Linked DNA regions of Callithrix jacchus: region 2 is linked to region 1. A link is a contact called in public Hi-C data. All regions are on one chromosome and are shown on one strand. The core of a region is the stretch at or near the end of the contact, and the rest is flanking DNA. Distances in the headings are between cores, read along the strand shown. Region 1 has its middle 170 kb from the start of RPS12. Region 2 has its middle 310 kb from the start of EYA4.

Evidence for each region. Hi-C and Micro-C count contacts between places; a contact is called where the count stands out from the background.
Region 2: a contact with region 1 is called in a Hi-C map of skeletal muscle, with 5 times the contacts expected there. The contact joins two enhancer-like sites. A contact is called at or near these places in 2 of 3 Hi-C or Micro-C datasets (both in skeletal muscle).

What each region holds. Positions count from the first base shown.
Region 1 is chr4:139,643,921-139,649,725 of calJac240_pri, forward strand. No RefSeq gene overlaps it. Among named protein-coding and RNA genes, the nearest start is that of RPS12, 170 kb to the left of the region's middle. Within about 2 kb of position 1,726, at least 1 of the 16 cell types and tissues checked has an H3K27ac peak or open chromatin away from gene starts, as enhancers often do. A contact at or near this core is called in skeletal muscle, where this site is marked.
Region 2 is chr4:140,208,284-140,214,411 of calJac240_pri, forward strand. No RefSeq gene overlaps it. Among named protein-coding and RNA genes, the nearest start is that of EYA4, 310 kb to the left of the region's middle. Within about 2 kb of position 3,113, at least 2 of the 16 cell types and tissues checked have an H3K27ac peak or open chromatin away from gene starts, as enhancers often do. A contact at or near this core is called in skeletal muscle, where this site is marked.

The DNA of each region.
Region 1 (5,805 bases), core at 476-2,975:
TTGTATATATTTACTCATTTATTCCTTAAAACAATCTAATAAACATAAAGTATTTCTAGCCCCATTTAAGAAACTGAGGCTCAGAGAGTTTAAGTAATTTTCCCAAAATCACACAGCTAGTAGGTGGCAGAATTCACTTTCAAACTCAGGCAGTTTGGATCCTGATCTCATACTCTTAAATGTCATACTACCTCTTAATGAAAAAAAAAAGAGAGAGAGAGAGAAAAAAAGTTCATGATGGAAGAAACATCTCAAAAGAAGAGAGCATTCAAATCAAAGAAACCATAAGAAATGTTTAAGTGTAATATATGCAAGAAGAAGAAAATAATAAATAAAAGAATAGAAATCAGTGAAATTAAAAACCAAAAAGCCATACAGAAAATCAATAGATCAGTTTAGACATGAAACTAGACCAAAGAGATAGAGTCTGTGTCTTTATACATTGCATACAAATAATTAATTTTATTTTTGATTCATAAGGTAGAAAATTCTCTTTGAGGCTCTTTATATAACTTTAGCCCTGATAACAGGCCAGCATATCTAGTCACTATATTTATAAATGATGTAGAAGTTCATATCATAAGCTTGAGTGTTTCTTTCATAGCCCAACAATTTTACACTTAAATAAAAAGCATGTGTTTTGAATATGTATCAGTATTTTGTACACACCCATTTTTTATTTCACAATGGTTTTACTTATTGCTGAGTTAATTATTTTAGGCGTAAAAGTCATCAGCTTTTTCTGAAGTGAACACCCTGCCTCACAATAGATGCTGAAGTAGTCCAGTGCCGTTGAATTAGTCACGAATGCTTGCCTTTTTTTTTTTTTTTTCTTTCAAACTCTGCCAAACCAGAACTGTTTCAGGGTTTATTTTACCTTAAAATGGAAGGAGGTAATTATATTTTGCACATTACAGTTAAAAATTATGTTTATTTTATTTTATTTTTGCAGCCGAAGAATTGCAACAAAACAGTTTTCTCTTTGCAGCCACTATCTGCCAAGATAGCCTTCAAAAAGGCCGTTTTTCTTTCTGAGAACTCTATTATTTCAAGTATGTTTTCTTTCTCTATTTTTTTGCCAGCTATGAACATTTTTATAAAACAGCTTCAATATTAATCTTTTATGATTGTTCTTCAGTCATCTGAGTTATACTGAGCATGTAAGGCATAAGAGATACCCACTTTGGATACCAGCTCAGAGAGAGAGCAGCAGCATACAATCCACACAAAGGAAACTCAATCCTCTAACAGCTAATTAAAAAAGCATTACTTTCCACCAGGGCTGACCTCCAGCCATATAAAGGATAAAGATGGCTGTCTGTCAATCATGTTTACCTAACAAATTCTGGCATGGGATCATGATGAATGGACAGATCTAAAAAGGGACGATATTGCTCAGAACTCCTAGGTACTCTTAATACCACTTTTAAAGAGGCAGAAGACCTCATCAGTAATTTGAAACCCCTGCCTCAGTGCTAGGGACACACCAGGGCTAAATTTGCTGAGGACCGGCACATACTAGATACAAAAAGGTCAGTAGAAATGTATTTTCACATCCTTAAGGATTTTGATGTAAGTATATCTAAGATACCATAACGAGTTCATGTATCTGAATGCTTTCACTCAGATCTTTTAAAACCTTTGCAGTCACTTCAGACTAAGCCAAAAACCTAACAGTAGACTGTGTCTGTTCTTCCCTGAAGTTACCCCAAAATCAACATGAAGCATGAAGGAATTCTTGAAGTTATTTAGTCCATCTCCCTATTTTAGGCAGGCCAGCAATATCGTTTTCTCCTTTGGCCGTAAAAATGCTAAGAGAAGGTGAGTCCATAATTTACGTTGCTATGCTATTACGGAGATTGGAAGTTTTTATAGCCGAGAAATTTTTCTTAAATCTAAACTAGATCCTACCTTTTTAAAAACAACATTTCATTCTTTCCTTCATTAAACTATTTTTTTTAAGTAAGCTTTTAACATCAGCTATAAAATATCCTTCACAACTTTCCACTATGCAGACTACTTTGAAGAGAACGTTGATAGAATAAAGTTCATGCTAGGGAGCACTGGCTGGCCCCGATTCTCTCCTGTCAGATAATGAATGGTATCATTATCGCCGCAGGCTTTCTAACCCGTTTCCCAACCAGCCCTGACTACAGCTGGCCTGTCCTTTGCATTCCTTTGGGGCTTACCTTATCTACTTTAACACTGATTTTGGACCACAAGGATCTTTTATAGTAAAAATGAAAATAATAACACTACTAATAAAGCAATGTCTAGAGTATAGGAAATATAAATTTACTAGCTGTTTGGATAGCGTCTCTCAGCATTTTGTTTGTTTGTTTGTTTGTTTTTAGTCGAAGTCTTGCTCTTCACCCAGGCTGGAGTGCAGTGGCGTGATCTTGGGTCACTGCAACCTCCACCTCCTGGCTCTGGCTCAAGAGATTCTCCTGCCTCAGCCTCCTAAGAAGCTGGGATTACAGGTGTGTGCCACCTTGCCTGGCTAATTTTTGTATTTTTAGTAGAGATGGGGTGTCACCATGTTGGCAAGGCTGGTCTCGAACTCTTGACCTCAGATTATCCTCCTGCCTCCGCTTCCCAAAGTGCTGGCATTACACGTGTGAGCCACTATGCCAGCCATTTACCAGCATTTTTGAGTTCCAGATGGTCACGTGGTGGCAAAAACTAAACTGACTAAGTGTGATGGTAGCATATTCTCATGCCATTCATACATTTTTTATTTATTTTAATTTATTTTGCTAATTAAGGTTGAAATTGTGGTCAATTATATCTCTTTTCTGTACCATCTTTACGCAGATTGTTTTATTTCTCCCCTGAATTAGATGACAAATGTGAAAGTATTTTATTTTGCAATTATCCTAATTACATATTATGATTTCTTTCATTCCTTTACTCAGCCCTTTCTCTAATGTATGCATATCCATTCTCAGCATGTTATGCACATATAGCTTTAGGAATATATTTATAATTGTCCTCTAACTATCTGATGTAAGTTTGTCCTGTCTTTTCGAAGGCAAGGGGTAGTAAGGAATGTACCCTGTACTCAACCACAGTACAGTACTGTACAGTAATGGCTGTAACTCAACCATTCCCTGGGGCAAGTTAAGTAACCTCTTCGTGCCTCAGTTTATCACAAGTAATATAAGGCATAATAACAATGCCTTTTCACAGGATTGTTGTGAAGATTATAAGATTAGTGCAGTGCTTACAGCAGTTTCTAATATATAACGAGCACTGTAAATATAGTTGTTGTGAAGAGCTAGTCATTCATGTAATGATATAATAATATTATTTGAAAGTCTAAGCAATCAATAAAAATGTGAGTCACTGAAGATAATCTCTATTTTTTGCTCAATTGCATTTGTTACGTGTGCTATTTTTCTCTCCCTCTGACTTATTCTTTGGTCAGGCACCCTCTCAGATGTGTGCTCCTTCATAATTTGCAAAACTACATTATCCCAGTTATCTCAATAGGACACACATAGATGGTTTTTCAGCATCCACTTATCAGACCTGTTTTCCTCTGCTGAGTTGTTAGATTTGCAATTCTATGAAAAGTATTACCAGGGTATTTTGGTTTATTGTTCTCACTCATCACATTAAGATTTTACTTAATCCAATGAATTTGCTCCTTATAAATGGTCTTTGGATGGTGAATTTTATTATATTTCCAAACTTCGTCTATAAGTTTAATGACCTGTTCTGTGTCCTTTTAGCTGGTGAATATATCAATGCCAACCTTTGGTCTTTTTTCACAATTGCTAATAAGAGATTAAGTGGTAAGTATCTACATATTCTGGTTAAATGAGATTATAGCTTTCTTCATGTCCACAAACACATTATTTTGGTGTGCAAAAAAATACAAATGAGAATACTGGGAAATTCTATGTGATATGAATTCTAAATGATATGAATTCATTGTCATTTTGGAGCTGTGTGTGTGTATCGGTGTGTGTATGTGTGTGATTTCCTTGCCATTCCTAAGAAGGGAAAGAGAATTAAAATAATTTCTGACATATTAATGACACCTAGTTGAAATACATCTGTAACTTGTAATGTTTAATAGTGGTGAGAAAGTTTAATTTGCCCTCTCTCTTACCTATGTTATAAAAAGAAGACTATTTGAGTTTAGAGAAAGTGAAACACTAAGCAGAGCATATTATGTAGCTCCTTCCTTTCATGAGCTTCACCCTGAAATTCCTTTAAATGTCTGTCTTCATAACAACTTCTGGCACTGTTATTTTTGGGTGACCTAATAAGGAATGCAACACAAGAAAGAAGTGTAAGGGCTTTGGGCCCTGCAGACAAATATCTGCAATCAATCATAAAATTTATAGTAGATACTAAAAAAGAGAAGCAATTTTACAGAGAAAGGGTCTAGAGTGGCATAATGTCATCATAGGAAAAGACTTTAAATGGCGTTTAATTCCAGCATACTCCAGAGGTGCAACTGATATCTCATAAATCATCTACATTAAAATATTATGTTAAAAGGCTATAAAGTGGAGGCATCAATGTATGTAATTTAAGGTGCCTGGTCTCAAAATGAAGTCACTCACTTGAGACTGATAAGAACCATAGCTGTCTTCTACACAGAACTTCGTGATAGAACTTGTTCAATTTCAGAATTGCTATTATAGAAGAAAGTGACTTATAGACCAGAAATCCCGGGAGCTTTTTTCCATATCATGCTACTTCCATTATGGTATGACTGTCCAACACTGCTTTGACTCATTGAGGAGAAAGTGGAGCAGTTGTTGAAGGTGAGTTTTCAAGGAGAAGAAATACGGTAAGGTAAATGTGAGCAGCCTACAAGGCAGCCCATGAATTGGCTGTGTAGGCACATGTAACACATCATATGGAAAATCTTAGATATTTCAATGGAGGCATCAAGACAATCAATGCCATAATTCAAAGAAAGCTGTGAGACCATGAAGCAGCATTTTCTTTTTCATTTTCAGGGAAAATTTCAAGTACTTACAGAAGTCTGTTGAATAGTGGAATGAATCCCTTTGTGTCCATCACTGGGCTTCAACACATAGCCAGTCTTATTTCATCTCTATGCCTCTCCCTCCACTAGTGGATTGTTTTAAAGCAAATTCCAGACATCATATCACCTCATCTAATAATATCTTAGTATGTGTTACTAAAAGATAAGAAAATTTCAATGTTAACATAGCCAAAATACTATAATTCCTATGAAAAGTTTAACTGTATTTCCTCAATATCATCATATTTCTAGCCAGTGTTCACGTTTCCCTGATTGTCTCATTACCCTTTTTTATAGATAGCATGTTTGACTTAGGATCTAAACAAAGTCTCTGACTCATACTTGGTTGGTGTGTCTCTTCAGTTTCTTCTAATTTATAGATTTATTTCCCCTCCTTATTTTTTGCCCTTGTCATTAATGTGTTGAGAAAACTGGGTTGTTTGTCCTGCAGTTTTTCACATTCTGTATTTTACTGACTGCATTCTTGATTAGTATATCCCTCTGTGTTTCTTGTAGATAACATTCTGACAATAAGATTTAGAAGCTTGTATAGATAGCACCATGTTTTCAAAGATGATGGGCAAAAACTAGATCTTTTTAACCTGTCACCCACATAGAAAGTAGAAAAAGTAAGGGCTAGAAATGGGACAGGATATTAAGAGAAGTGATATGCTGTGAGTCTTCTTTCATTTTAAGTCAAAAGAAAAAGGTTTTAATAAGATCCTGACCCCCACATTCAGTGTTTGGATCTGAAAAAAAAATTCTAAAAGGTGAGTGATGGATGGTCTAATTTCTTC
Region 2 (6,128 bases), core at 1,863-4,362, 570 kb after region 1:
CTTGGCAGTTGTTAGCGTTTCTTTGGCAGGTGGTTCCCACGCCTCCTGATTGGGGAAGTGGTAGTTCAAAGAAATATTTATTGAGCACTTACTATATGTCAGGTACCATGCTAGATGATCAGGATGCAAAGACAATTAAAACACAATAAACCCTCACAGTTTGCACTCTAGTTATGAATGAGCTGGGTATAAAAGCAAATAGTAAAGGCACTTGAAGAAATGTTGTGCAGGCATAAAGCATGTACTACGGAAGCACAGAGGGTAAGGAGGGCTTGCTGGAGAGGTACTATTTGCATATGCATGTTGATATATATGCACGTGAGCATATATGAATGTACATGCTGCCTAGAGAACACACCCATAGAAGGGGGACTTAAGGAAGGCTTTACCATTAGGAAATCTTAAGAAACTGTTTTAACAGTTTCAATTTGTCTTTAAAATGTGTCTCAATAGGCTGTTCAGATGCACAGATTTGTTTGTCTTGCTTTGCTTTGCCAATTCTATACTGATGGTGTACTATATGGCCACACTTTTTGGATCTCTTCAAGGCAGGGTTTATACAATGTAAGAATGAGTATGTTTGCACAAGCAAACATGAGTAATCATTCTGAGGCCATGCTCCTAAGAAATTCCAGGTTCTTTCCTTGGACATAGGGGTGGGGTTCAGACAACAGACCAGTAAACACAGTAAGATTGAGTAAATAACAAAGTATTGTGTAAGCCTACTGGTCACTTTCCCTAGGGGTGGCAACCCTTTGAATTGCTGTCTCTTGTTGACAGTGCCTTTGTGTCCATTTGACTTTTACATGCCCAACTCCCTGTGTCAGGGAAGGGCACTCTAATCCTTCCTGCTGAGCTCAGGTCATTAACCACTCGCCCTACATTTTATAGCTTCGACCCCGTGACAGGGGAGCTGACCCCAGCTCAGTGCCAGGCACCCAGCAAAATGGGGATTAATAAAACCAGCCCTAGTGTAGCCAAGAGCTCTACAGCTGCTTCTTGCAATTAGACTTGTCATCATTCTCTTAAGAAGCCCCTGTTGAATTTTAAATCCTAATTGGCAGGAGACACCTGTTTCCCAATGGGAAGGGGTCATTCATTTGCTACAGGCACAGGACAGAGGCTGAGGAGCTGTGTGAACGAGCACAAATAGATGCTTTTTTCCTAAACCTGTTTGCTGCCACTTGGGGTCTCTTCGTTGCTCTTGTTCTTTTTTCTTTTCCTTTCTTTCTTCCTCTTTTTTCTTCCTTTCCTTCTTTTGTTCTCAAGAATGGCACATACAGGGTCAGGCTGGTCTTTGGGAATAAGTAAGCATTCTGCTCAGAATATTTTTTCCAGCAGGAATTTTCCACTGGCCTTTCCTTAGAGCATCCTTCTTACCATCTGGCACCCCTCTTGGCATGAGGAGATTTCCTGGCTACTTTTTTTTTTTTGCCAGAATCCCGGTTGTCATTCATTCCAGTACTTAGGTATTTATTGACTGCCTGCAAGATACTTACACTGTAACTTATTTGTGCCTATGAGGATTATTGAGTGTATTTTTAGTTCCTGTCTTCACTGAGCTTGCATTCTAAATTGAGGGAGGCCTTAGAACTGCATGTGGGAATACATGTGCAGTATCCTTGTCCAACTACCACATTTGAGACGGTGCCTGTGTATAGAAAGAGAAGTAGTAAAGGTTGTGGGAATCATTTCCTAGAGGTTTGAGCATTTTGATTTTCTCTAAAACTCATTCTCCTTAGAGTTTTTGCTTAGATCTCAGGTTTTAAGTTGTCTGAGTGGTATCAAGTTAGACTTTTTCACTGGGAGCCTCAGTAATGTCTGATAGAATTCACCGTGACCCTTTTTCTTGATTAACACCAATGAATATTTTCAAATTAAGTATTACTATTATTTCTTACTCTCTAGTCATTAGGGCAGGCATGTAAGATAATAAGAATAAAATAACTACATGAGAATATGAGGAAACTGTGAATCAGCAAATATTGCAAAGCAATAGAATCACAGTTCTTATTTTTATGCATCAAGCATTTATTGAACACCTCGTATGTCAGGCTGTATTCTAGCATTTGGACCTCTATTGGGTCTCTCCAGGTTTCAACTCAGCTAGTAGGGACTGTCCTCTTAAAAGAGCTTTGCCAATAGCCAGTTAAGCCTGCTTGTCAACCTTGCCACGTCCTTGTGGGCTTCAGTGAAATTAGGCAATCAGGCAAGACCTATTCCAGCAGAATACCAGTAGAATGTCCTTCAAATGCAATACAATAAGTTCAAATAATTTCCTGTGCCTCGTTTTACTAACCATATGCCTTATTTCTCATCTAATTTTATGAGAGCATATGTCTTGTTTACTTACAATGGCATTGTCACTGCCATTGCTGAAAAAAATAAAGGAAGTGAATAACTAATTATTGCCCTTGAGAGGTTTGTATCTCAGTGGATGATATATACATAGTAAGAACAAGCACCTCCAAGTGCCAGTTCTGCACAGGGGGTTAATTGAAGGCATGGTTGGAGCTCATCACATTCCATGACAGTTATTCAAGGAATGACATTGTTATCAGTAATGTGAAAGCCTCTTAAGAACCTAAATAAATGGTCCCCAAAATGTAGTGTCCAAAAAGATTACCCAAGAATCTCATTAAAATGCTGACACCTGGGGCCCCAAACTCAGTGATTCTATTCACTGAGGAGTGAGTGGTGTGTGGTAGGAGTAAGGAATAAACCTCTAAAAAGCACTTCAAATGATTTTGACACAGATAGTCTACACTCTACACTTTAGGAAACTATGAGTCTCACGCCTAACCTTAGGACCCTTAAGAAACTATGAGACTCGCCCCTAACCCTAATTAGGGCCCTTTGGATAAGGGAGATTGGATATGGAAGAATAAAATCACAGAGACATTTCTGCCTCCTAGATCTTTCATTTAAGACCAAGTGGGCTTCACTGTTGGATGTGAAAGTACACCTAAGGGTCATGAGTTCCTCTATGTGGTCCCATATATGTAATTCCATCTGAAAGTGGTTGGCCATATATCTGCCTTATTTATCTGGTCCGCTAAAAATAACCACTGAAGGTCTTCAAGTATTGATATTGCCTTTGACTTCCATGGTCCTTTCCAAGATAAGGCCCTGGGATGAGAATGGTTCAGAGATCGGTTATTGCCATATAAGGAGGGAGATAGGCTAAAAGCTCCTTTTAAATGTTTGGGACAAAGTGCGAAGCTTTGCAGCCTCTGTGTGTTTATGACATAAGCAGCAGTGAGTAGCACAAAGCGCTTAGAGGAGAATCGGTGATTCATTCAGGAAGAAATAGCTTGCACCTGTGAGAATGTGAGACTGCTGAAGGCGCCACTTGGCATTATTGGGGTGCTGCCTCAGCTGGAAGGCAGGCTCTGTCCCCACACGAACTGACAGCTTGTAGCTCTTAAGCGGCCCTGGGCCTCTCTCACTGTTATGTTTTGCTGTTGGAATGAAAGCAAACTTGTGACTCACTTGGGAACTGAGGGGAGGTATGTGCTTAGTAGCATTCAGTCTTGGCAGGAGGGCAGCCGCCGCAGAGATGGGACGCAATCTAATAAGCACATGTGTTCTTACAGTATGCCTCATGGCCAGGCCACTTTATCTTCAGTAATCCCAATCTGTGTCCTAGAATCACATTATTTGGCCATAGACCAGACCCCGTGTATTCTTGGCTTGAGGAAAAATGAAACGTGATCTCAAGACAAGATAGGATCATGAGCTGAAGAGACACTGATGAATTTTTCCCCCAGCCAGCAGCACAACATTAAATGTAACATTGTATCAGGAAAATATATTTAACATGCCAGTAGGGAAGACCAAACATTGCCTTCTGTACATGGAATTCTGCCTCAATAGCTTATGTTTGCTGACAGGAACAAATTGGTGTTAGGGATAAAAGAACATCAGAAAACAAAGCTTCAGTTGTAGGCGGAATAGCCCTGAGTGTATTGCTGTTATCACAGTAGTCATTCATCTTGGAGAAGGCATTGGATGCTATTGTACATGTCATCCAAAGAGCCATTTATCAAGAAAAGCTCTTAAGGGTACAATAATGTTAAAATTAAAAACTCTTTGTGTTTAGAGAGTGCAGTGAAAGGGACAAGGCAATGTCTGGAGCTCAATATGGTCTTTCTGGTCCTCCTTTGAGCAAGTCCAGTGCGGTGGGCTAGTCTCTGGGATCTAGGAAGGGTCACTCAGAGGGCAGCCTTCAAGAAGGCTCTGACAGGTCAGGCTGAATCCCTGTGGTCACTGAGGATCAGAAAGCAATTGGTGTTGGTTCCACTAGTGGGGAAGAGAATCACGTGCTTGGAAAGCCTGACTCCTAACTTTCTTGCTATAAAATCGTGTATATGTCATATAATCTCTTATGACAACGATAGTTCTTTTCTAAGTCCATCCCAGGGACTATGATTAATATTCTGGTCTACACTGCAAGGAACCCTTTTCAATATATAAACTATCCTTAAGTTCAGTGTTTGCACTCATATTCATATATTAATAAATTGGACAAGTAAAAGTCACGGCTGCACAGAATAGAACATAAAACAGTGCAGAGTGGCAGGGCATAGGGTCGGGGTGGGAGGAAGTCTTGTTGACTTCGTATGAATACACCGAAGAGGGGCCCAGTACAGGCATTTTATTATCTTGATGGAACACAATTTTAAAAATACCTCCAAAGTTAAAATTTTCAAAAGGAAAGGAGTATATATTTTATTTTTAGATTTTGGTTCTATATCTACAGAGAATGAAAATTCTGTTTTTTGTAAAGAAAAACGGCAATGAAATTTATTTTTTCACTAAATGACCAGTAACCTGTGACAAATTACATTTGCTCTGTGGTGAAGAGAGAGCTAGAAAAGGCAGAAATAATCTAACACTGCCACCTGCTGTCACCCTTCACACATCTGGTTGGACTTGGATTTTACTTAGCCTCTGTCACACAGGAGATCTGTGGTAGTAGCTCTCAATTTTCTTGCTTTTTTTAAAAAAAAAATTTTACCTTAAGTACTGGAATACATGTGCAGAACACGTCGGTTTGTTACATAGGTATACATGTGCCATGGTGGTTTGCTGCACCTATCAATCCATCAGCCAGGTTTTTTTAAGCCCCTCATGCATTAGGTATTTGTCCTAATGCTCTCCCTCCCCTTGCCTCCCAACCCCCGACAGACCCCAGTGTGTGATGTTCTCCTCCCTGTGTCCATGTGTTCTCACTGTTCAACCCCCGCTTGTGAGTGAGAACCTGTGATGTTTGGCTTTCTGTTCCTGCGTTAGTTTGCTGAGAATGATGATTTCCAGCTTGATCCATATCCCTGCAAATAACATGAACTCATTCTTTTTTATGGCTATATTGTATTCCACGGTGTATATGTGCCACATTTTTTTTATTCAGTCTATCATTGCTGGGCATTTGCGTTGGTCCCAAGTCTCTGTTATTGTAAATAGTGCTGCAATAAACATACATGTACATGTGTCTTTATAGTAGAATGATTTATAATCTTTTGGGTATATACCCAGTAAGATGATTGCTGGGTCAAATGGTATTTCTGGTTTGAGATCCTTGAGAAATCATCACACTGTCCTCCACAATGGTTGAACTAATTTACACTCCCACCAACAGTGTAAAAGCGTTCCTATTTCTCCACATCCTCTCCAGCATCTGTTGTTTCCTGACTTTTTAATGATCACCATTCTAACTGGCTGGAGATGGTATCTCACTGTGGTTTTGATTTGCATTTCTCTAATGACCAGTGATGATGAGCTTTTTTAAATATGTTCGTTGGCCACATAAATGTCATCTTCCAGGAAGTGTCTGTTCATATCCTTCACCTACTTTTTGGTGGGTTTTTTTTATATATATATATTTGTTTAAGTTCCTTGTAGATTCTGCATATTAGCCCTTTATCAGATGGATAGATTGCAAAAATGTTCTGCCATTCTGTAGGTTGCCTGTTCACTCTGATGATAGTTTCTTTTGCTATGCAGAAGCTCTTTAGTTTAATTAGCTCCCATTTGTCAATTTGGCTTTTGTTGCAATTGCTTTTCCAACTGGCATCAGAATCAACTGGAGGGCCATGAAAATACATATTTCAGGGCCCCAGCTTCAG